Regions from separate parts of the Mus musculus genome. Here regions 1, 2 and 4 are each linked to region 3. Evidence: chromatin contacts called from public HiCAR-type, HiChIP or PLAC-seq and promoter capture Hi-C data. All regions are on one chromosome and are shown on one strand. The core of a region is the stretch at or near the end of the contact, and the rest is flanking DNA. Distances in the headings are between cores, read along the strand shown. Region 1 holds the start of Cped1 (cadherin-like and PC-esterase domain containing 1). Region 2 holds the start of Fam3c (family with sequence similarity 3, member C). Region 3 holds the start of Wasl (WASP like actin nucleation promoting factor). Region 4 holds the start of Ing3 (inhibitor of growth family, member 3).

The links. HiCAR-type assays count read pairs that join an accessible place to other places. HiChIP or PLAC-seq counts read pairs in DNA pulled down with a chosen protein or histone mark. Capture Hi-C pulls out chosen DNA fragments and counts their contacts.
Region 1: a contact with region 3 is called in a HiCAR-type map of astrocytes, with 2.6 times the contacts expected there. The contact joins the promoter of Cped1 here to the promoter of Wasl in region 3. A contact is called at or near these places in 1 of 39 promoter capture datasets (liver) and 2 of 115 datasets of contacts at active chromatin or transcription factors (astrocytes and large pre-B cells).
Region 2: a contact with region 3 is called in a promoter capture Hi-C map of adipose tissue, with 5 times the contacts expected there. The contact joins the promoter of Fam3c here to the promoter of Wasl in region 3. A contact is called at or near these places in 1 of 484 Hi-C or Micro-C datasets (regulatory T cells) and 2 of 9 other capture datasets (adipose tissue and liver).
Region 4: a contact with region 3 is called in an H3K27ac HiChIP or PLAC-seq map of thymic regulatory T cells, with 6 times the contacts expected there. The contact joins the promoter of Ing3 here to the promoter of Wasl in region 3. A contact is called at or near these places in 1 of 39 promoter capture datasets (pre-B cells), 3 of 484 Hi-C or Micro-C datasets (CD4 T cells, CD8 T cells and rod photoreceptor), 4 of 115 datasets of contacts at active chromatin or transcription factors (double positive thymocytes, regulatory T cells, stem cell-derived neural progenitor cells and 1 more) and 1 of 9 other capture datasets (liver).

What each region holds. Positions count from the first base shown.
Region 1 is chr6:21,981,267-21,987,274 of GRCm38.p6, reverse strand. It overlaps Cped1 (cadherin-like and PC-esterase domain containing 1), which reads right to left and starts at 1,365. Exons shown (of 22, transcript NM_001081351.1): 1 at 216-1,365. The coding sequence starts at 464.
Region 2 is chr6:22,351,423-22,357,550 of GRCm38.p6, reverse strand. Fam3c (family with sequence similarity 3, member C) reads left to right here and starts at 1,470. Exons shown (of 10, transcript NM_138587.4): 1 at 1,470-1,556.
Region 3 is chr6:24,662,276-24,667,736 of GRCm38.p6, reverse strand. It overlaps Wasl (WASP like actin nucleation promoting factor), which reads left to right and starts at 2,742. Exons shown (of 11, transcript NM_028459.2): 1 at 2,742-3,201. The coding sequence starts at 3,094.
Region 4 is chr6:21,947,067-21,953,318 of GRCm38.p6, reverse strand. It overlaps Ing3 (inhibitor of growth family, member 3), which reads right to left and starts at 3,704. Exons shown (of 12, transcript NM_023626.4): 1 at 3,526-3,704; 2 at 3,210-3,281; 3 at 1,090-1,190. The coding sequence starts at 3,553.

The sequences.
Region 1 (6,008 bases), core at 116-2,615, 2.7 Mb after region 3:
GCAATGAAGGTAGCCTCTAAAGGATAAAGGGCAGAACTCTTTAAGTAGGTTTAGGAAGTTTGGCAGCTTATGTAATACCTCTCCCAGTCACCGGGTCACTCCGCACTGTTTTCACTCTGGCTCCCATTCGGACCACATGGAAGTTAATTTTAGTTTTGCAGAAAGGAGAGAGAGGCCGACCACAGACGCCCAGGATAAACTCAACTCAGACTTACCTTCCTGGTTTCCTGGGTACTCGCAGAGAGAAGGAAGCATTGTTTGTCCTGCCGGTATCCTTCTTCACATCTGCTAGCCTGAGTTTGAGAGGGTGTGTGTGGGACAGTGCCAGAGACGTCCGCTGCAATCTTCTTAGTCCCTCGGAGTGTCAGGGTCTGGTAAAAGAGACAGATCGCCACCACCAAACCCACCAGGAAAGGTCGGGGGCAAAATCGCCGGCGACAAAGGAACCCGGGTCGACAGACCATGACCAGTCCAGGATCACTTGGCCCCTGGCCACGTTGTCAGTGTGAAAAAAACACACATCTGTCTTCTTTTTACACAATTCCAATCAAGTTCGCCCCATCTCCGCTTGAAAACTTTCCGAAGGTTCATGCCAAAGATTCATAGGACCCAGCGGTCAGAGGTGGTTAATAGCCCTTAAATGAAGGACAGTAAGAAGTGACTGGCCAGATTTTTTTTTAAGATGTCAAAATAAAGATAGTTATAAGAAATCATCCGAATGCATCCCCAGCTACCAAGAGTTCCTTCCGGTAATGCCTTACTTCCACAACATTCTTAAAGTCAGGAGTTCAGCTTGTCTCCTCTTTTGGGGCAAAAAGAAAGCACCGTAAAGCGGGTCTGGAGGCAGAAACCAGCCGAAGACGCAGTCGATTTAACGCGAAGTGCCTGTTGCACAGCTGGGCGCCGGCCAGGTTGTCCTAGCAGTTTCTCATTTTCCCTCCGGTTTTAAAGCCATCCCGCTCCCAGCCTTTTATGTTGTAGAACTGCTGCTTCCTTTCGTTCAGTTTTAAATTGCCACTTTGCTGCTAGCATTCACGGCTTTTAACATAAAAAAGGGGGATAGCAGTTTGGCTGTATGTGGTTACTGTCAGGGCTTTGCTTGCGTTTGGTCTCATTCCGTTTCAAGTTCAAAGTTCTGTGTACTTACTCAGTTTTCATCCTTTTAGCCAGATTTTTTTTTTTTCATGATCCCCTAATGGATTGCTGATCAAAATCACTTGGAAGGAAACACCCAGGCGTAGGACTCCGCTTCATCTCACTCTCACGCACGGACAGACACGCGCAGACTCGCGGAGACACGCGCGTGCCAGCTGCACACAGGGCCGAGAGCCGGAGGACCTGGGCCATCGCTGCCACCCAGGCCGAGCGGGGCGGAGCTAAACTAAGGCTTTTTCTGGCCTTGGGGGCTGTCCGAGCCGCGTTATAAGTTTCTGCCCCAGCAAAGGGTAGGCTACTAATGTGCATGGGAACAGCAGTTGGCACCCATATCCCAACTTGGAACGTGGCTACCTATCCAGACCCGCAGAATTAGAAATATACTTGATCTCTGATCCTCTGTGTCACTGCGTTTTCCTAATACAGAATAACAAATGGCTTCTAGTCAATAGATGCTAAAGGTCGAGGAAGAGATGAAGGCCGACTCTGAGCTAACCGGGAGGCTTATCACTCCAGGGAATTGTGGTCTCGCCTAAGAGGACAAGAGAGTCATCCGGACAGTCTGGACCACTGAAGAGGAAACATTCCGTGTAACTAAAAGTCCCCTCTCCATTCCAACAGAGTCCTTCCGCCGTTATTACCGCTCTGTGGTTCTCCGAGGCAAATAGTCTGATGCCTAGCTCTTCAAATGAACTGACTGTAGTAGGTATTGAAGTTCTAACTTTTGCCCAGGAGAAAGGAGTACCCAGCAGGCTTTTTAATTCCATACCAACCCTCTCACGGGCATCACTTTTGGCTCAGCAGGATGAGGGACCACCGAAGAGAACCTCCAGGTTCTTGCTTTGGCAGCTCTAGGAACGACTAGTTTAAGCTCACGGGGACATTCTTCAAATACCTAGATGGTTTCTATACTTTAGGTCTAACCAAACTTCTTATAGGCAGATGTTCTCCCTTGAGGCCACACCCCTAGAGTAAACCCATTCCAGACTCAGAGATTACACTCTAATATTTTGTGAGAAAGAGCGCCCCCTAGAGGTTCACAGCTACAAAAGATTCAGAAAATGGACATCTCTTGCTAGTAAGAAACTTGAGTCAGCTTGGGATAGATGAGCAGAGAGAGAGGAGGGGGAGGGAGAGGGAGAGACACAGACACAGAGAGAGACAGAGACAGACACAGAGAGAGACAGACACAGAGAGAGACAGAGACAGAGACACAGACAGAGAGACAGAGAAGGAAAAGGAGGAAGAAGAGAAGAGGGACAAAAAAGAAAAGAAAAAAAAACAAAAGAAAAAATAAAAAAGAAAAGAACAGAATAAAAAAACAAAAAAAGAAGAAGAGAAGAGAAAAGGAAAGTTTGCACCTTAAAAACAAATTAATTAGGTCAATATAGAATAAACAATAACTTACCTCAGTCTATTTACATATAGTCTATAAAATGTTTTACTACTATTTAATATATAAATTCAGTCTTCAATACCATGACAAATAAGGGAATGGGAGAAAATTAACCTGGTTTTCACATATAGACATTGAAAGAGCATCACTGCTGCATGCCACAGGTTTTGTGTGGATGTAATATATTTTGAAGGCCAATAGGAATTACTAGACCTCTAAACTGGAATGGTTTCTATGTTAATAAGACCCAGAGTATGGTAAAGCTGTTTACTGGGTGTTATGAGCAGTATAGGTAGTTGTTAATTATTAACCCTAGAATTATGAAAAAAAAATCAAGTTTTGAGGAAGGAAGAATCCTTTTTTTGGAGGGAGGAATTATTAAGTCACTGAGTCAGATTACAGAAGAGTAAATTGGATGCTAACTAGAATTGCCTTTAGGTTGGGAGAAGGGAAACGCAACAGAAGAGAAAAAGTTTACACAACATTGTAGCTTTCTTTTGGCTAAGAGGAAACTAGAAAGGATTCTGATAAGTTGAAGAACTCAATTCCCTATCTTGACTACAGAGTCCAAGGGAGCAGAAGACAGTAGTAATAATATTAGAAATAGTTATAGTATTAGAAAAAGAAGGGGTTAATTAGAAGAAGAACGTGGCAAAGGAAGCACAGCTCCCGGTGGACTGAGACTCCTGGGACCACATCAGATGTTAGAGTCAATCCACTACGGACATAGATCATCACACTCACCACCTCTTACAAGCTGTCCTGAAATAAATGCTTTGGAATATGAAATCTAAGTCCATCATTTGTGAGATCAGAGTCCCCCCTCCGAGTACTGATGGCCCAGGTGAGATGGTCCATGGAAGGCACCTAAGCATCCTGAACAGCTGGCAGGTGGATGAGAGCGGATGCACATCTGTTAGGTGCTAGATCCTCAGGCTCAGTCCGAGCAGAGCTTAGAATGTGGTGAGGTGTCGGACTCGTGAGCAGATCATGGAAATGGTGAGCCACGGGGAACACAAAAGAAGCAGATACAAACTCTGTCCCTAATTGTTCTCTTTCCATTATTCTTTGTGATGAAGGGGAACAGACGGTTTGAGAGGATGGCTTTAGTCATGCCTGACGATCAAATATTGTGTTCTCAAAGTCACAGTTTTGATGGCTAGATAAAGATAGAGATATTGGACATATTAACGCAGCACCCTGCAATGTTTCTATACATGCATGTAGCATGTTATTTACAAGTCAGCCTAAACATATATAATGACTCAATGCTTATCATTTCTTTGGGGTAAAAACATTAAGAATTTTGCCTTTAGGTTCCTCACAAATGGGATCATATGGGCTTTACTTTTTATACTCGTCCTTTCCCACCTAGCATAATGATCTCCAATTCTACCCACATTGTTGGAAATAACAGGATCTCATTCTCTTCTTTTATTGGAATAAAATGATGTAAGCATAGCTCATTGTCTTCACTCACCAGCTGAAGAACACAGTAGTCATTTCTATCCTTGGCTGTTTTAACTAATGCTGTGAACAAGAGTGCGGATGTCCTTTAAACACATTGTCTTGTATCCTTGATTCTGTGCCCAGCAATGGCACTGAGTGACTGATAGTAGTTCTATTTTCAAAGTTTTGACACATCTGCAGCCCTTTTCCCCACTAGCTGTAGTAACTTACATGGTCACCAACACTCCACATTCTTACCGTTCTTGCCATTTTGGCCTTGTACCATGACCATCCTAAATGGGGTGAGGTGGCATCTTGCTATGGTTTTGATTTGTGTCTTCCTGGCATTAGAGAAGCTGATCACTCTTCTAGATGCTAACAAGTGATTTGACCTCTTCTTTTGACAAATGTCTAAATGCAACCATTTTTTTCCCAATGGAATTGTTTTGTTTTTTGCCATTGAGTTCTTTGTCTTCTTTCTATATGAGTTATATTTGAGTGGGAGGCTAGGCAGAGTTAGATTGGAGTCTATACAGGAAACAATAAAGACAGAGACCATATTGGCTCAGTGGTGGGAGTGGGAGGGCATATCTGTAGTACAATTGTGAACCTGGGGTTTTGGCATTGTTTCAAACCAGATGCTTTTGTGATCTAGTTCATAAAGTAACCTTTACACACACACACACACACACACACACACACACACACACACACTTCTTTAAAAGTAGGCATTTAGCAGCATTGTGAGGAGAGAGTGGCAAACATGTACTCTAATATCAATGTTGTACAACATAGAACAATCTTCCACAAAACAAAAACCTTCAGTGTTCTTTCCAACATATAAAATATGATCTTTTTATGACACATATAGCTACTTTTGGTTTTGGTATGCACTTGAGGTACTTGAGTTTGACTCAAATATTCAATGAAGGCTTATTGTTTGGGAATCAAACTCAGAGCCTTGGACATAGTAGGTAAGCATTCTACCACACACCTACCCACAATCCTTGGGTTTTGTTTGTTTTTTGTTTTCTGTTTGGTTGGTTTTGGGGACAAGGCCTCACTATGTGGCCCATGGAGACCAAGAGCTCGCTATGGACCTCTTATTTCAGTTTTCCAATTGCCCAGCTTATGAAAACTGCATTTTAAGGTATTGATTTTTAAAACCATGTGCAGATAAAAATATGTGTAAAAAGATTTCAGTGCTGGACCAGGGATTCTCTGAATTTCAACTTCATCATAAACCAGGGGCACCACGATCAATAGATGGCCTCAAAGGTCACCTGGTGATCCAAAAGTTTTGTTTCTGTAACACCTTTCAATAGGAACAACCTCTCTGATGCAGTCTTCCGAGCCCTGCTGGCTTATGTCAGGGAATAGCTTTTCTCTACAAGAAGGTCCTTGATTGTGATAGTGTAAAATCTGGTTGCAACTACTCACGGTGGTGTCCCACGTCAAATCTTGGGAATGCTGTTAGCAGTAAGTGGTCCGATAAAAATCAGACTGCCTTCTCAGCTCTTATCATTTCTTATGCTGTGCTCTGTCTTGAATTTTCCCAATAAACTCTAAATACGAGTTGGTAGTTTTAAATCATGAGTCATGTATTAATTAAATCTGTTCAAAGGTATCCTAGACACTATGGAAAACAGAAGACATGTGACAGATACTATAAATGACTAGGGTATGACACACCGATAAAACTGGTCCAAGCAGGATGACTTATCAGCTTCAAAATCTTAGTGGTCTAATGTAGTAAAGCTCACATGTCAACTTTCTATTACTTCTCAGTTTCCTTAAGACTTTTGATGACCTCACAGACTCTTAGATATCCACTGAGGGTCTCTACAACTTATTAGCACAAGAGGAACAAGAAAGAACTGGTTATCTCTTAGGAGGAGAGCTTCAGATTAGCATGTCATTGTATTGGCCTGGGCCTGGTGACATGGAAAATGTACCTTATCAATAAGCCAAGGAGGAAAAGGAAATGAGCTGACACACACAGCTGAAG
Region 2 (6,128 bases), core at 221-2,720, 2.3 Mb after region 3:
GGCGTGTCACTAGGGGCGGGCTTTGAGGTTTCAAAAGCCCAACAATGTCTATTCTGTCTGTTGTCTGTGGATCATGATCTGAAGCTTTCAGCTACTGCTTAGGTGCCATGCCTGTTGGCTTCCCACCTTGATGACCATGGACTAATCCTCAGAAACTGTAAGAAAGCCCTGAATTAACTTTTTTTGTTTGTTTGTTTGTTTTTTGTTTTGACAAGAGTTGCCTTGGTCATAATGTTTCTTCATAGCAACTAAGTAACAAGGCAAAGGACTAGACAAGTGTTTGAAATTTAGCTCAGATGTTTACTGTCTCTTTCCCTTTCCTGGGGCCTAAGCAACAGAATTCATAGTTTTTATTTTATTTATTTATTTAATAATTTTGCTATACATTAACTTTCTTTAAAAGATTTATTTATTTATTACATGTAAGTACACATTAGCTATCTTCAGACACTCCAGAAGAGTGCTCCAGATCTCGTTACAGATGGTTGTGAGCCAACGTATGGTTGCTGGGATTTGAACTCAGGACCTTCGGAAGAACAGTCAGTGCTCTTAACTGCTGAGCCATCTCTCCAGCCCCCATAGTTCTTTTTAGGTTGTGTGTTTTATGTTTTGGAGGGAATGTTGAAATTTGATGACATAATTGTTATGATTAAACCCTATTACTTCATTAAGTTTAATTTTTGCTACCATAAATTATCCTGATTTCCAAAAAAAGAAGTTAGCAGTTGCAAATTATACAGATATGGATTTGAAACTAAAAATATTGTATTCTTAGATTGTGCATAGTAAAATTTGTGTTAATTTCCCAGTTACTCATAAAATCTTGATAAAAGGTAAACTTCCTAACAGATGAGAAAAACATTCCTCATACTGCTAATAATTTGAAAGAAGAAATTGACATGCAGCATGCAAACAATATTCTTCCCCTTGGATAGATTATTCGGGGTTGCAGAATTCGTTCTGAATCCCCTGTCTAGAGGATTTTTATGATCAGTTTCCTAGCTTGCAGGAGTCAAGTGAAGATTCCCCATGGTCCTAGTCTGAATCAGCTCTAGACTAGGACTGGTCATTTCAAATTGCCTCCTGAAGTACGTTAGGGTCAGGATTGTGTGTGTGTGTGTGTGTGTGTGTGTGTGTGTGTGTGTGTGTGTGACTGAAGGGCGGAGGCGCTGACACATTTTCCTTCCTCCCCGGGTGCCTCTCAGGTCCTGGCTGCGGACGCGGCAGCTCCCACGTGGCAAGTTCACATTGAGTCGCAGACGCGACCCGGGATCTTGGCGGCTGTGGTCCTTCCTCCAGGGACCTCAGCGTCGGCTCGGTCCTCCACCGCCAGGGGGCGTGCGCGGCTCCGCGGTTGCCGGGCTCATTGGCCGCGTCGGGAAGCGTGGGAGGAGGCCTGGGGCGAGCTGGCTTCCTCCTCGGCGCGGGCGGGCGCGCGGCGAAGCCGGAGGAGCCGGGGAAAGCCGAGGCGCGATCGGCGCGCTCGGGAGGAGGCGGCGGCGGTGGCACCTCCCGTCGGCCTCCGACAGGACTGACGGCGGCGCGACCGCAGACGGGTGAGGCTCGGGCTGGCGGCTGGGCTGGGCGCGGCTGGGCGCGTGGAGGCAGGAGCGGACGGAGCACCTCGCCGGCTGCCGGTTGCCTCCTGCCTCGCAGCGCGATGCGGGTCTTGGCTGCAGCGGGGCCCGGCCGTCCGGAGCATCGCGGCCCGCTCAGCGGCGTCTGCCCCGGGCGTTGGGTCGCGAGTGCCACCGGGCTCCGGCTGCACCTGGAAGCGGGTGTTTGCCCCTCGTGGTCGGTATCCTGCAGGTTGAGCGTTCCCAGAGAACTGGATGGGATGGACGGGCGTGCTGGATTCGAACTCTGTGCTGGACCGCCTAGACCCACTCGTAAAGTTTGCATTTCTGCCCAACTGGAGCTGCTTTCTCCTTTTGCAAGTGAACACATAGGTGTTCTATGTCTTTGATGAGTGCTGTTCATTTTATTTTTAGTTTTATTTTCTGCTGCGTTCACAGATGTAGTATGCATGATGGTCAGCGCTCTTATACTTAGTAATGAGTCCCAGATGGACGATTTGAGATCGACACATCTAGCTGTAACTTGCGGGGAGTCATCAGCTTCAATTTACATAGTTAATTCCTATAATATAGAACTACTATCTGATAGAACTTTTGCTTCGTTTCTTCATAGGAAGAAATACATGTATACAAAGTCCCTAATTTGCATCTTTACCGTCTTAGATAGAGTTACCCAGTATTTCCTAGCGCATATTTAGTTTTCACAACTCCTCACACGGGTCCTATTATTACTGCTCAGATTTTACAGATTAGGACACCTATTTCCTGAGAAAGTTTTAAAGTTGGATGGTAATGGCGGATCCCATGGCCTGAGCTTTCCTGGAAGGACCAGTGATAGACTTAAAATTTCCAAGTCTTTGGAAACATTGTTTCTCATACAGTGCCTTAGGGAGCACAGAGAAACCTCCATTACTGAAGAAGTAAAGTTAATAACTTCCCAGATGCCACTCACTAAGAAAAGTAAGTTACTCTCCCTTGCCCTGCTGTCTTACATCCCTGCTGTCTTACATCCTGTTTCTTTCTGGAGGTTGCTCATCTGATGATTTCTCTCCGGCAGTTTGCTAGGTTTTTAGTTTTATGCTAGTGATTAGGTTTGTTTCATAGAATCTTAAGACATGTACTCATTAAAACAACCAGCTGATGACTTCCAGCACGTTACGGCTCGACGCATCAAATTCAAGTCGTTCATCTGTCGTTGCTCATTACTCAGGTATAAGAGCATCATGCAAACTACAGCTGTGAACACAGCAGGAAAAAAAAAAATAGAAAAAAAATATTTCTTCTTTGTAGGAAGAAATTGTAACATAAAAAGGGCGAGATAGAATTCCTCTAGTCGGTGACATTCTGCGACCCTATGGTTGTGGAGACGCGAAGCTACAGAATGATGGAATTATGTAGACCAGAGAGGCAGGCACAGACTCTCAATGGCACATTTCTCCCTTTTGGTCCCTCCCTCGGTAAGACTGTTGAGCGTCTTGTGTGATAGTTTGATTGCTGCGTGAGCATCCTCAGCAGTGAGTTTCTGGTGATTTTCATCACGGCTCCTCCAGGCTTGTTAAGGCAGTTCTGTGGGATCAGCTGTGTAAACTAATGGCACCCTGCATTACCTGCAATTAGTGGGCTTGGAGTGAGTTTTGAAGGGCATTGCATAGGATCAAAATAGGAGCTTGTAAAATTGTCTTAGCTGATACAACTTCTCCCTCAGTGCCTTCTTTTTATTCTGTGCCCCTGGCTGCTGAGCTGCCTGCCTTTCTGTGTGGGCAGATAGAAGCACCCTGTTCCAGCACTTTCCCTCAGGGGAGCTTTTGGCTGCTGCAATCTGTGAACCTTGATATACTTCAGTTCTACACTTGACCTAGGTATGAATGAAGTGCAGGGAAACCCGGAAACATGAGATCCTGTGAATCCATATCAAGTGGAATGTGAAGTAGTTACAGGAAATGAAGATCCCACCATGATGGGTGGAAATTTATTCCCTCCTGCTCTTGTTTTCTTTCTTAAAAATAAAACAAAACCCCAACACAGTGAAAGCTGAAATACTGATGTTCTATTTTGATCCTCCTATAGTGAACACTTATTTTTTCATTTTTCTCAAAGGAAATTTACTTATTTTTACCTTGCATTCTTTTCATATGTAAGGGGTGGGGCCAAGGCCCATGCTGTGGCGCATGTGTGGCGATCAGGGACCATTTGTAGGAGTTGGTTTTCTTTCTGGAACTCGAAGTCAGGATGTCAGACTTGTCAGCATACTTACCTTCTGAGCCCTTTGTCATTGTACTCGATAATATTTGTCTGTCTGCCCATCTTTCCCGTAGTAGGATAGGGTAGGATTAAGGTATTGAAACAGCTGTAGAATTCTAAAGGAGCAAGCAAAACTAAATGTTATTTTTAAGGTCTCTGCACTGGGTTCCAGAAATCCAATGACCATTTTAGTTTGTCAAGTGGCTATTGGATTTTAAAACAAAATGCTGCTTTGTGGAAGAGAAGATCTGTAAGAAAACATGGGGACAGTTTGAGCTAGAGTCTGTTTTGAGCATTTCAAACAGGAGTTCTTTCTTCTTTTCTTCATGTCAGTCTCCAGATTTCCTGCCTGCCTCTCCCTCTTCCACCTGGCAGACCTGGCCCTGGGACTGCCGGCTCTGTTTCCATTCAGAAAATAATGAAAAGTCCTATCATAGGAATTGGACTCGGGGATTTGATTCGGTGTTAGATCTGCCTTGGCTTTCATTTTGGTTTTTTTCCCCCTTCTTAACGTTTTCTGTGTGGGTTGGCGCCCTGTAATCCTGAAGCTCTCTTTCAGCCTGAGAGAATCACCCCAAAGAGCTTGTTAGTTCTTATACCTACTCTGGGAGTCTGGTCCTGTAGGTCTGCAGTAGCAGAGACATTGCTTGTTAAAAGGCACACCTCCCTGGTGTGGGTAACACTTTACTGAGGCCTTCGAAGAACTTGATAGGATGTATTTTACTAACAACAACAAAAACAAAACAAAAATAAAACAAAACAACCCCCCACCCCCAAGCCAAACATGTTTGGAAGCCTCTGTATTTAGACTGTTAAGTGTGTTTCTTAAAATTGATAATATACCTTTTTAGGTGTCTAAGGTTTTAGGGCTTCTCTTGTAGTGTTATTATGAGGGTTAGGATATAATGTAAAGGATATTATATTGAAGTCTGGGAGATCAGTCAGTATGCTTGCCAGGGGATCTCTGGGGCTCTCTGCTTGGTCAGTCTACCCTAATGAGTAGTCTCCAGTTTCAATGAGAGACCACCTAGGGAGTAACCAAAAAGACACCCGACAATGCTGTCTGGTTTCATACACACGCGCGCACGCGCACACACACACTCTCCTATACAACATATGCACATACCCACAGACATGTACACACACAAACACCACACTCACACACACACAAATTCTATTAATATTTCTTCAGATGTTCAACCATGCAAACTGTAAGAGTTTATGAAAGGTGGCCCTGCCTGACATCTGTTTGTAGTGAAGATTGTATTGGTGGCTGAGTTCTAAGGAGTGCCTCAGACATATCTTGAGGTGTCATGCAATCTAATCTGGCTACTCATTTCCATTTATTTATCCATTAGTGGCTTAATAGTCTTGTTCACTGAAATATTTACTTCATGCAGTGTTTGCGTAGGTGTGGCAGTTCCATTTGACCTACAGCTTTTTATTGGTCCTTTTTAGTAAGCAGCCCACATTTACTCCCACTTACTGACTCTCCACCTAAACACACCACTTACCCTCCTGGGTTGAATGGTTTTTAGATGTGATGGTAATAAGGTTAACAGCAATCTCTCAAAAGAGACCTGAACTCTGGCTGTGAGTTAAAAAATTTAAGAGCTAGTGGGACCCTGATGGAGTGTCTGCAGGTTAGAATCCATCTTTCTGTACTACTGAGAAGTCAGTGGAGACTAGCCCAGCCTGTGTACAAGCATCCTTTATAGATGGAAAAACTTGCTTATCTGTACTATTAGGCTGAAGGACGAACACAAGGCCATTTTCTTTTTAATCCCTTAAATGTTTTGTTGGAAAACATTGTCAAGTGCATGCGGATCAACTGGCACATTTCTGTAATGGGCTAGCTCAGGTTCCTGGAGAGGAAAGAAAGAACTCTAGGTGTCTCTGTGGTTTCTACAGTTTCCAGAGTTCTGCTAGGAAGCGGCCGACTCAAAAGTGAGCTGTCTGTTGCAACACTGCTCTCAGAATGTCTGTCAGGTTCCAGCACCTGTTGTTGCATTAAGTCTTTGGGGCAAAGTTGGCCTACGCCGCCGGGCACTTTTCGTAACCTGTGTTAGGTATTAGAGCTGCGTTTGCCAGTGTAGGAGAAGGGAGCTTTATTCAGGCTGCTGTAGATCAGATAACAGGTTTCTGAATTCTTCCTGGTTGCCAGCAAGGAAGAGCAATTTCGAAGTAAGGTAGAAGGACTTGGAGGACACTAAAGTCTCACCAGTGGGGTTCTGTTTTGCCTCATCTCCTTCCTGAATTTCCTTGGGTAACAGTCTGGGGGAACTAAGGAGCACCCTGGACTTGAGTGTT
Region 3 (5,461 bases), core at 1,493-3,992:
GTGGGGGTGGGGAGGCTAGAAATAAGAACTCAAGCTGAAGTTTTGTGGACAAGGCACTATATTTAAGATTTGTGGAAGACATAAATAAATAAATTGGGATTAAGGAAAAAGCATTATGATAATGACATTTTTTAATCTTCAAGTCTAAAGAAAACAGACAGCAGTGAGTGAAAGCTGTACTGAGGTAAGGCCTCGAGATTTCTTGAGGAGGAAAAGAGCAGACAATTCAAAGAAGCACAGGCTAGTAGACTGGAACCCAATCGGTCTCTCCTAAGAGGTCTGGAAACACATACCAGGCCACAGTTTTTTGGTTTTTTTTGTTTCTCTCATATCTATTTTCAAAGCAGTTTGGTGGTCAGTGAGAGCTGGTATTTTTAGTTTAAAAAATGTTCATTCTAATTTTGTGTACATTTTAAAATGAAAATAAAATTACATCACTTTCCCCCTGCCCTCCCTCCAGCCCCACCCAGGCATCCTTCCTCCAACCCCTCCTATGCCACCTCCCTACACACATTCTTAAAATAGTTTTAATTGCTTTTTTGGGCTTTGTTGTTTGTGGTGTGTGTGTGTGTGTGTGTGTGTGCGCGCGCGTGCGCGCGCGTGCTCTTGCATGCACTCTCGTGCACTCACATGAGAGAGAGAGAGAGAGAGAGAGAGAGAGAGAGAGAGAGAGAGAAATGAGAGAGAAATGAGAGAGAATAGAATCCAGGACCTTGTGCACATTAAGCAGTCATTCTCTGGTCTAGGTCCTATCTAGCTTCTTGGATTTTACTAATTAACAGGCCTGTCTACAATTATAATATTAGCAGTTTGGTTACTTTAGCAAAATGGACTAAAACAATCTGGCAAAATCTGTAGCCTGATCACTAAGAAAAAGAATATGTTCTAAACTCATGGACATAGATTTGAGAATTGTGTAAGGCTGTGAATTAAAGGTTTTTGAAAAATCAGGCTTATATAAAATAGATGTAAAAATACATGCTTCAATACTTGATCCTCTAAGACAAAGATATACATAGCAGACCACTAGCAAAGATGGTGAAAAGGGAGACAGGCCGTGGGTACTCACTGTGTATCAGGTACACTAGCACATGGTTTTCTCTCTACATTTTTAAAGTAGGTCTAACTGTCCCAAGTTCCACTATACTACCTCCATGAAACAGTGATTTTATTTTACAGATGAGGAACCTGAGACAGAGAAGCAATTCCCGGATGTATTTAAACAACCGTCTAACTGGAACTTCAACCTTGAACCAACCGCAGCCTATGTTTTTGGATAAGGAAGTGTTCGAGTTTGAAAATGTCAGGGCTGAAACATTTCTCAAGAACTTGTGATGATCTTGGCTGTCACCATGCTTTCAGTTGATAAGAGGTGCATTTTTAACAAATCATAAACTGACTCATCTTCCAGGTTTCTTAGCCCCACGGTTCAAACATTTCTTGTACTTCAAATGGTGCCTTTCACAAACCTACTATTTTAAAAAGTTTTGCCACTTTTAAAGATTATCTTTTCCGTTAACATTAACATAATTTGAGATATCCATATACTATGTGAGAACTCCTAAGAGTATATTCGCACATCCTCTGTTGTAGGCTTGCTCTTCATCACCCAATTTCATTATGTGCATTATAGGCAGCTTTACAGCTTTGTTTTCAGTTCGTCGGTAATAGTTTATCAATGTATTGAGAGCTATCAGAAATTTACCAGAGTTTGTCATAAAAGTTGAATATGCAACTGTTTAATTAGAACTAGGTAATTAGCAAACATCGTTAGTACAACTTATGTGATACGTTGTATGATTAATGTTAATAGTAGGATGTACATTTTATAGAATTCGCTGTAATCTGGTTTATCATCTCTATATTCCAATTTTTTTAAATTAAAGCTTTTTAGTTTTCAACCAATGATTTTATACTAACCTTTAATATTATGAAACACAGTAATGAATTCTCATTATTTACTTCTGCTGGGAATATTGCTCAGCTGGCTGAGTATGCACCAGGCCCTAGGTCCCTGCACCTAGAATACAGAGCCATGAAATTAACTCGTAAGGAAAAAAGAGGTAAGGTGTATTCCTACACGACATTCCCAAACGCGTGCATTCATCCTGAATTAAAGAGACAAGGTGCTTCCAACTTGAGATAGAGAAAGATTGAGAGGGGTAGTTTCCAATTCACAAGGCAAGGAAAAAACTACACACACCTATCCCACGAGATCCGCCAGGCGGGTGGTGGACGCCTTTTGCGATTCTGTTTTTGACATCTCTGAAGATGTCTATCCTGATCTTAGCAATGTCCCTCCACGCCCCGTTGGCGGCCGGGACTAAGATCCAGAAACCCGAGGCACCTGCGGCTCTGACCGAAACTACGCCGGCCGACCTTTCTCTCCAGCTAAACTAGATCTCCCTGACAGGCGGCCTGAGAGTCTCGCTTCGATGCCTAACAAACACTGGCTACGCGGACCCGACGCTCCGCAAAGGTGGGCGCTGCTGCAAGGGGGCGTCCGGCTCGGCAGTCAGTGTAGGAGACCCGCCAGCCCTGCCTCGCTCTGAGTCTGCGCACGCGCGCGGTGGTCATTGGTGGGGGCGACTAGCCTGCAACAAGACCTCAACCGGGATGAGCCTTGCCGCTTCCGGAAGGGGCGGGGCCTGGGTAGGACACGCCCCGGCACGCAGCAACCGAGGGGGTGTCCCGCCTTGCCGAGTTTCCGGCGCTCTCCCCCGCGTCCCGCGTCCCGTGGTCTCGCCCGCCCCCGCTGCCATGTTGGATTGTGCGGCTGCCGCCGCCGCCGCTGCCGCCGCCGCCGCCAGAGGACTGGAGGAGTAGGGAGTTTAGCGCAGCCGCCGGAGTGCTAGGACAACGACCATCCAGCCGGAGCTGAGCAGGGCGGGAGCCCGGAGCTTCCCTGTCGGCGCGCGGCCCGAGGGCGCCCGCCGTCATCTCCTTCCCTCGGCCTCCGCGCGCCGGAGGAGCGACGACGGGATGCTGCGGCTGTGACCGCCGGCTCGCGCCCCTGTCACCCAGAGTGGGACCCGAGTGCTCGCCCGCCGCCAGAAGTGACGACCCTGGACGCTCCACCCCACCGGCGACACCATGAGCTCGGGCCAGCAGCCCCCGCGGAGGGTCACCAACGTGGGCTCCCTGCTGCTCACCCCGCAAGAGAACGAGTCTCTCTTCTCCTTCCTCGGCAAGAAATGTGTGGTCAGTAGCCGAGACCCCCCTGTCGCCACCCCCCAACGTCTACTGGCGGGTTCGGGCTGGGGGGGAACGGGACTCAAGGGTAGGAGGGAGAAGGGGGGCAGGCTCGGCACGGCTGGGGTGCTGCTGCGGGCCAGGCCTCCAGCCTCCCGGGCCCTGGGGCTCCCCTCACCCAGCTCTCCGGGTGCAGGCCTGCCCGGCCCGGAGCCACCTCCCCCAGCTGCTGGAGAACAAGGGAGTGTCACCTCCATAGGCCTGCCCAGTAGCCCAGGTCCGCCGGGCCGGGCCGGGTCCGTGCCCTTGCTGCAGGTTCAAACTTTACTCTAGACCACAAGGGGATTTTGTTCGTGCATCAGCAGCTTAAGATCTCAGGACAGGATCCCAGCATTGGCCCTTGCTTCACTTCCCACTTCTGGATCTGGGTTATCTTCTTTAACAATGCTAGAGGTTTTAGGAATGAATAGATGGGGAAAGAAGCGAATTGGATTTTCGGTCCGCCTTAAGGATTCCGGGAGAGAATAAAGTGCAGTGCAGGTTCATGGACACTTAGGATCAGAGCAAGGGCAGGAAATGCGCCTGCTCCCAATTGCAAAAAACAAAAACAAAAAAACAAAAACGGGGTTTATTTCTCCAGCAGAAACTAGGCCTAGTTTCTGCTCTCCGCCCCACTGTGGGTTTTTCTTTTCCTCCCTGGCGTTGTGGGGTGGGGTGTAGGGTGCTGTTCGCTCCCAAGCCATGCGTAGGGAAGCGACAGTTTCTAATAGCTCACGGCCTTTGGGATCAAAAGTGGTTCTGAGTTTGGTGCTGTGAGGAGGCCCATTCCAACCCCAGATGGCGGATTGGGAGCAAGCAGTTCTGTGGGAAGGGGAATGGGTGTTATTGACGGAAGCATTCATTACGTTGGCTGCAGGCCTTTCTGGGGTGGGGAGGTTCTCTGGGTGAAGGCCTTATCTTGATCTTCCTGAGGTGACTGAGTTGAAAGGGGGATTGTTGGAATGCTAGCCGGCTCCCTTTCTGCCGTGTTTGCTAGCTCTCACAGAGCCTGTGCCTCTGGAACCCAGGAAACACCCAGAGAAGTTTCAGCCGAGCTGAACCATTTCATATCCTCCCTTGGCAATGTTGGAGATGTCAGAATCAGACTACACCTGCTGAAGAAGTTAAGAGGAGACAGTTTCTGGAAAGTTACCAGATTAATTGTTAACTTCATGATCTGACTGTTCATATCGACTTTGGGAAACCAAATCATTCCATCGGACTTAAGATGTATTTCTTGTTCTAAAATTTAGACTTTAAAGAACACTGCGTTCACTGACTAAAGTAGAAAACAGTGGTTCAAAAAAAGAAGAAAAAGAGTTTGGGAGAAAATTTACTTTAAAGATGAACCAAGTCTGTCCTCTATAGTTCTTTAAACAAATGAGAAAATGGAGCTCTTGGCCCCAAGTCACATAGTAATTTAGGAATGTAACTGGAACTATATGCCCAGTTACTTTGTACTTTCCACTACATCATGTTGTTTGGTGAGGATTTTGTTCCCCTTATTGATTTGTCTCTCAAAGTGGTGTTAAAGGAATAACTACTTCATTTTTTACATAAAATTAATAGAAATAAAATGTAAATTTCTTAAAGCAGCATTAATTTTTGCATAATTTTCAGTTTAGGGAAATCTTTTTATTTTATTTTTATTTTAATATGAGCTGCCTGCAAGCAGGGTAGAGGTCATCTTTGCTGGTCTAGTACCTTTAGTGTACAGTCTATCAAACATTAAGTAGCTCACTGTGTTCACATACCAGGCCCGTGAACTTCAGGCATGGCAGACATTCATTTGTGTTCTAGTATATGCGTTGCTCAGAGCTTACTGTAGTGTTTACCCAGGGTTTCAAGGAAATGACAGATGTGGGAGTATATTTCGATAGACAAAGATAACACGGCTCACTGTAAGCATAAGTGGGTTACTGAAATGGTTACAAGTAGTCAGTGCTCAATTTCTTTACATCATATATTATTAATCAACTTTACCTTTTGAATTGCAGTAACTTAAAACCACATTGTTGTTGCTTTCTTGTGAAAATTACTGTAAAATATGAAGCCTTTGGCTTAATAGAGAGCAATGTAAAATTGGTGTTATGGAATAATCCTAATAGGCTTTGCTCAGAGGGTTTTTTTGTTTGTTTTGTTTTGTTTGTTTGTTTGTTTTGTAGTTTAAAGCAACAGTGAAATAAATGCATTCTCATAAATCAAGCAGCAAATTTACAGGTCAGAACAA
Region 4 (6,252 bases), core at 2,455-4,954, 2.7 Mb after region 3:
GTGGATGCTGGAAATAAAATCTGGTCTTCTAAAAGAGTAGTCAGTGTTCTTAATCATTGAGCCATCTCTCCTGCCCCAATTTTTACAGCAAAACTACAGCCATAGAAAGGATTCTGATCTGTAGGTTTCTGCTATCCAATTGGTTGACAGCTCTAGTTTTAAATTAGGTTATCAATTAATACCACTCAAATTATAATTTATATTTCTCCATATTATTTTTAAAAACCAAAAATTTTCTTTTCATAAAAGAAAAAAGTACCCTATGTGTTTCCACAGACAACTAGACTTTTGGGGGTATGTTCAAATTGTGCTGCATGAAAAACTTCTAGTTGAAAAGGATGGCTAGTGAACTCTAGGTTAACATACGCAAGCTCTAACCTCCTTCATACCTGGGCATTTTTACAAGCCAGGACCACTTCTCTTAGGAAAGCTGGTTTACCCCCTCCTAACAGACAATCTTCCTTACAGATGGAAGAATAAATAACACAATTGAAATTTTCAGTTCCAAGATTAATGTTTCTGTATATCCCTGAAAACTTTATATGAAGGTTAGGCGTAAGGACTTATTCTTCCTCATGTTAAAAGACTTGACCCAGGTCACACAGCTACATGGCAGTGAGGACCAAAGCCAAATCTTTGAAAGTTGTGTTCCTAGACACCACTAAAGAAAGACACCAGATCCCACACACACACAGCACTAGTGAGCTTATCTAATCTGTAATCTAATCTGCAGGACAGCCTTAAGGCCCGCAGCACTAGCTAAAATAAACTTCAGCAAGAATTACAGGAAGCTCTAAACCAGTGCTTCTCTACCTTCCCAATATTGTGACCCTTTAACAAAGGTCCTCATGCTGTGGTGAGCCTCGGCCATGAGATTATTTCTGAATCGTAATGTGTTTTCCGATGGCTTTTGGTGACCCTGTGAAAAGGTCATCTGCCCCTTGAGTTGAACTGCTGGTCTAGAATATACCAAGTGCCCCCAAGTCCCTCATAAGTGCCCTCACTCCATATCCAGGTATCTACGTAATGTTACTATCTCTCCTAGAGGGTCCCAATGTGACTGCCAATTATCCAAGGCATCACACTTACTTTTTTGATGGATGCCATCTGTTCTTCTCGCCACTCGGGTTTATTCTTCTTTGCATTCATAAAGAACTCACTGACTCTTTGTTCTAGTTGATCCATTGCATCTGACACAATAAAACATTTCATACTTAGCCGACCAAACTGCTTTGATTTGAGGAAAAAAAAAAGACATCTGACAACTCTGTTTTAGCTTATACACATTTTGTACTATAAGCAGTGGTGCCTTCATTACATTAGTTTTTAAAAAGCTGAAATATTCTGTACTGACTTTGCTATTTCAAAACATTTTCCAGTAATCAAGGTAGAGTGAATTGTACAGACAAGGATCTACGCCACAACCCGCACTGAAATCAAAGTTAATGGCATTAAGTCAGCTGGTTACGGCAATCAGAGCTGCTTACTAACAGTACTCCTGGGACGGTCTCATACTTCTTTTAATAAAAATAGTGATGACAGAGTCAACACTTGCTCCATAGCACCAAGCACCTCATCACGTCCTCTCACAGGAAGGGATAATATATGTGACCGTTGCTCACCATTTATTCACTCAACACACATGCTATTTACTCTATGTAAGGCTTCGCCAAAGCCCAGGTCAAAAATAATGACCTCAGTGGATGGCTGCTAAAAAAATAAATAAAAGGGGTTTTGTTGTGATGGAAATGGAGAAAAAATTGCCCACTATATTTATCATTTAAGCAACTTCAGAGCAGGATGGCTTTTTACAAAAGATGCTGAGATGCTCTAGTTAATCTTCATTTTTAAAACACAATTTACTTTCAGCTACTTGCTGACCTTAGACATGCTGATACTTTTAATGCCTACTCACTTTGTTTCCGAAAACTCCAGGATTACAAAGTAAGTAAACTTGAAAGCACTGTCATATGAATAGATTAAATCCAAACTATCCCAGAATTTTAAAAAAATTGAATGATTGACAATGTTTTAAATTATCCTTTATTCTAAACCTATTTGTAATGGGCATTATACATCCTAATTATCTGTATTAGTTTAAATCCTCAGAAGACTGTCAGTTTTTAAAAAAAAAAAAAAAAAGCAAACAAGCCCCCCAGGCAGCAAGGCTGGAGTTGTCCTAGTCGTCCTGTCCAAGAGTGAACCCAAATCTGTCTGCCACCAAACTCTACTCAATCCCTCTGGAATGTGCTTCGGCAGGTGTTTACTACTGCAACTACCTTAAAGTCAAAGAGAAAAAGCACACCTATTCCAGTCACAGATTTATGAGAGGCTATTGGGCAATGCACCCCAAGAGATGACCCAGAGACTGAGATGAGAAAAGTACAGTCAGGGACAAAAGGTACAGAAATGAGGGGCAGGGGCGGCAGAGGCTCATGAATGAAGAGAACAAGCCCTTAGCAAACTCAAGTTACCTTTGAGCCTCTTCCAGTCTGGCTTTTTCAAAAGAACAAGGTTCATTTTGGAAATAAGTCACATATAAAGCTGCCAAGCACTGACAGAAAAAAAAATCAATGCTAGCAATGCCTGAAAAGCCAAGCACTAGGCAGACAGAAGCAGGAAGATGAGGAGATTAGAGCAAGCCTAGGATTATTATACATATTGAGTGTGAGACCAGCCTGAATGACGTGGTTGTGTTTACAAAACAAGAAACCAGTAGGGAAGCCTATCAAACGTCTACAGTTTTCTAAAGAGCAAGCGGGTGATTTCCTTAAAATCTGATCTCTCTCACTCATTTCTGGCTGAGAAAGTGTCCACGCTGTTCACAGCTCTAAGTGTCTTCCATTAATATGCAACTTGTCAAAGTTCGGCCTTCCGAGTTCACTAGGGTCCCTAGCCTGCCCTTCTATGTCTTTGCTCTGGAGAAATTCGGAATGTAATGAACTTTTAAGTCTGAATGCAGAACTCCAAGTTTCCACATCCAGGCTCGGGTGCAAACCTTCTGAAAATCACGCGAGTTTCCACTGCGGTGCAGTGTCGTCATCTCCATGCAGTACACAAACAACTGTGTTTGCTGTGCCCCGCGTGTTAACGGTACGGTGTGCCCGCCGCCTCCTTGTCACAGCCTGAAAAAAGTAGCGCGGAGGACCCGCCAGGCGATGCCCGAGGGAGGCCGGGGCTGCGCGGGGCCGTGGAGACGCGCCACTTACTCTGCACCTGCAGATCCATCTCGCGCATCTCCGTGAAGCGGTCCCGTAGGTCCATCGGAAGCTGCTCAATCACTGTCAAAGGCACAGTCCGTCAGAGGGCGGGGCCAACGGCGAAGGGACGCGCTGGCGTCACGCGTGTGTGCGTGCGTGCGTGCGTGCGTACGGGAGGGGGGGCGGCTCACAACGAGGCTGCCAGTTACCGTGAGAAAGAAACATCCCCCGCTCCCCCTCCCTCCCGCCATCCCGCCCGCCCGGCCACTCGCGCTCCCGCCCGCCGCCGATCCCGCCCGCCGCGTCGCCGGCGCCGCGCACTCACTTTCCAAATAGTCCTCTAGGTACAACATCGCGGCCCTGACTGTTGCGGGGACGAACGGGTCCAGGGGTTTATTTGTGTCACTCGCTGTCGCCGGAGTTTTGTCCCTTCCAATATGGCGCCTCCGCTAGCAGCACCCGCTCGACTCCGGCAAAGGAAAAAAAAAAAAAAAAAAGCAAAGGAAAAAAAAAAAGGCTCCACTTTGGCGCCTGACGGCGCTTGCCTCACTGCCGCCCGCCGTTGCTATTGGCTGTCTGCAGCGATGACGTCAACCGGCCGGTGCGGATCTCCGCGGTATTCTGGGAAATGTAGTCTTCTTTTTCCCCGAGCGTGGCCATTAGTGAGGGTGTCTCTTGGAGTGGCAACTACAGAAACCACACGCCTGCGCGAAACGGGCACGCCAGAATCCGAAATGCGGTGCCTCTGTTTATTTGTTGATTTCTTACATGGGGGATGACGGGAGTTGTATGCGCCTGCCTGACACAACTAGGAACAACTTTTCACCTGTTCTGGGCGGTGATTCTAAGCCCGCCGTTTGTGAGTCATGGATTTCTGGCTGTGCTAGGCAAATAGCAAAGATTCCAAACGCTAGAATAATCGGCTAAGTTCGGAAAATTCAGGTTGTTTAGAACAGAACTCGCTGCTGGAATTTATCTTCATTATTCACTCCTGATAAATAAATGGGACAAGTGATTGGTGTCCCTGCAACGTTAAGATAATTTATAGTGAGACTGGAGCGAATGTGCATTTCCCAAATTAAAAGACACCCAAAATAGTATTCAGTAGCCAGTTATGTTTTGCGGTGTATCTTGTGTTCATTGTAAAACAACTGTTCAAATGCATCCGCAATAAAGTAAATAAATAGATGAATAAATAACAACCAACCATAAATTATAGTGATTTAATGCATTGCTGGCATATACTAACAATGATTTAAATTTATGTTGGGTAAGTAGCTGGGTTAATGTTTATAGTTCTGGGCAGGCTTTTTTAATAACCCTAGCAAATGTTCACTGGTGGTATAACAAGTGTATCACCGCCCCGTTTCTATCTTAAAAATGCCTTTCATAAAAATTCGTACACTAAATGCTTCTGTGTTTTGGGGAAAATGATCCCTTCTTAGACTATCTGGTGGATTATAACACCACACACCTGTAATCCCCTAAGTGGGAGAATTGAGACAGGAGGATTAGGAGTGTGAGCTTTGGCAACATAGGCAATTAGAAGCCAACCCAGATTATGGAAGACCCTTTCTCATACAAAAGAAAATAAATCAGTATGACACATTTTATTCACTACTCAATATTTTTATGTTACAATTTTATTTACAATGACATACTTGTATTCTCTTTTGTCTTCTTTTAAAGCCATTTTCTTATTACTTGAATGTTAAATATATTTAGTCTACACCTGTTTAATTTAAATTTTGTACTAAAACTATTTATCTGTTTGTGCTCTTTGTTCAAAAGCAGCCACGTTTGTTTACAGTGCCTAATTTCATCTGTGTTGGGGTTTTTAACTCTGAATTCACTTTTCCAGGGTTATAAATATAGAGAAATTTCACTGCTGGAGTTAAAATCGAGTTTTGCTAGAGAATATTAGCATTTGACTCTGCAACTTTGCTGCAAGACACCATCAAACTTAGGGTCAAATTAAGTTATGTAGTTGAGGTTTATTCTATTGCACCGATAGATTGAATTGGAACCTGTAATGAAAATACTTCATTATATACTCTCAAGGGAGACTTTTTCTTCCTTATTGGCCTCTTAAGTCCAAGACAAGCATGTTTTCTTAGTGGCCTCTTATATGAAAAGAGTTTATTGCTCACCTACTCTTACATAGGGACTATTCCTCTTGGGATCCTGTCTTCTATTAGACTCCTCCTTGAGAACTGATTTTTGACGTTGTCTTCTTACAGTGGCTGGATGCATAGCTGTTCAAGCAGGAATTCTACATGGCCAAGATTTGATTGATAGTCTCTGAACTAAAGCTGACTTCGTTCCCAGCTTACCTCAAACGTGCTCATTTCCTTTGCTCATTCCTTCTGTATCCATTCTGAGAATTTCTATATGTCCTAGTAGAATATCAGTTCATTTGAATCCATTTGTTTATTTGAGATGGGATCCTGGGTAGCCCAAGCTGACCTCCAATTCACTATTGTAATCCAAGCTAATCTTGAACTTTTAACCTTCCTGCTTGCACCTTCAAAATGTTGACTTTGCAGGCTTGCACCACCTCACCCGATTTGGCTCCATTTGAGCTTGTTAACCCAGATTTTTAGAAAATTGTTTTTAGCAGATACTGCATTAAGAGTAGTTAATATGGCATGCTGTCAAAAGTAGAAGTTCACCGTGTCTATGTAAACCAAGTTTCCTCAGAGAGTGTTCTGTAGTGAGGAAAATGGAATTTTAAGATGATTTCAAACATAGTCAGTGTACACACACCTTCTAGAGAAGCCTAGAATAAGACTTACATGCTGTTTCCCTTACTGAACACAACCCTGATTGCTGGACTACATAGCACCTGCAGAAAGCTGCATTATCTATGCTATTGAATTATGCAATTGATGATTGTCGGTGATGCCACCTGCACACAACCAACACCATATTTCTTGGCAGTGCTTCCTATGATATAAAGGACTGTCTCTGTGTTTGTAGCCCTACACTCCCTGATAATAGCGTATTAATTCATCACGGATGTGCTGAAGGTGGTCCTATCTTAGGCATCTAA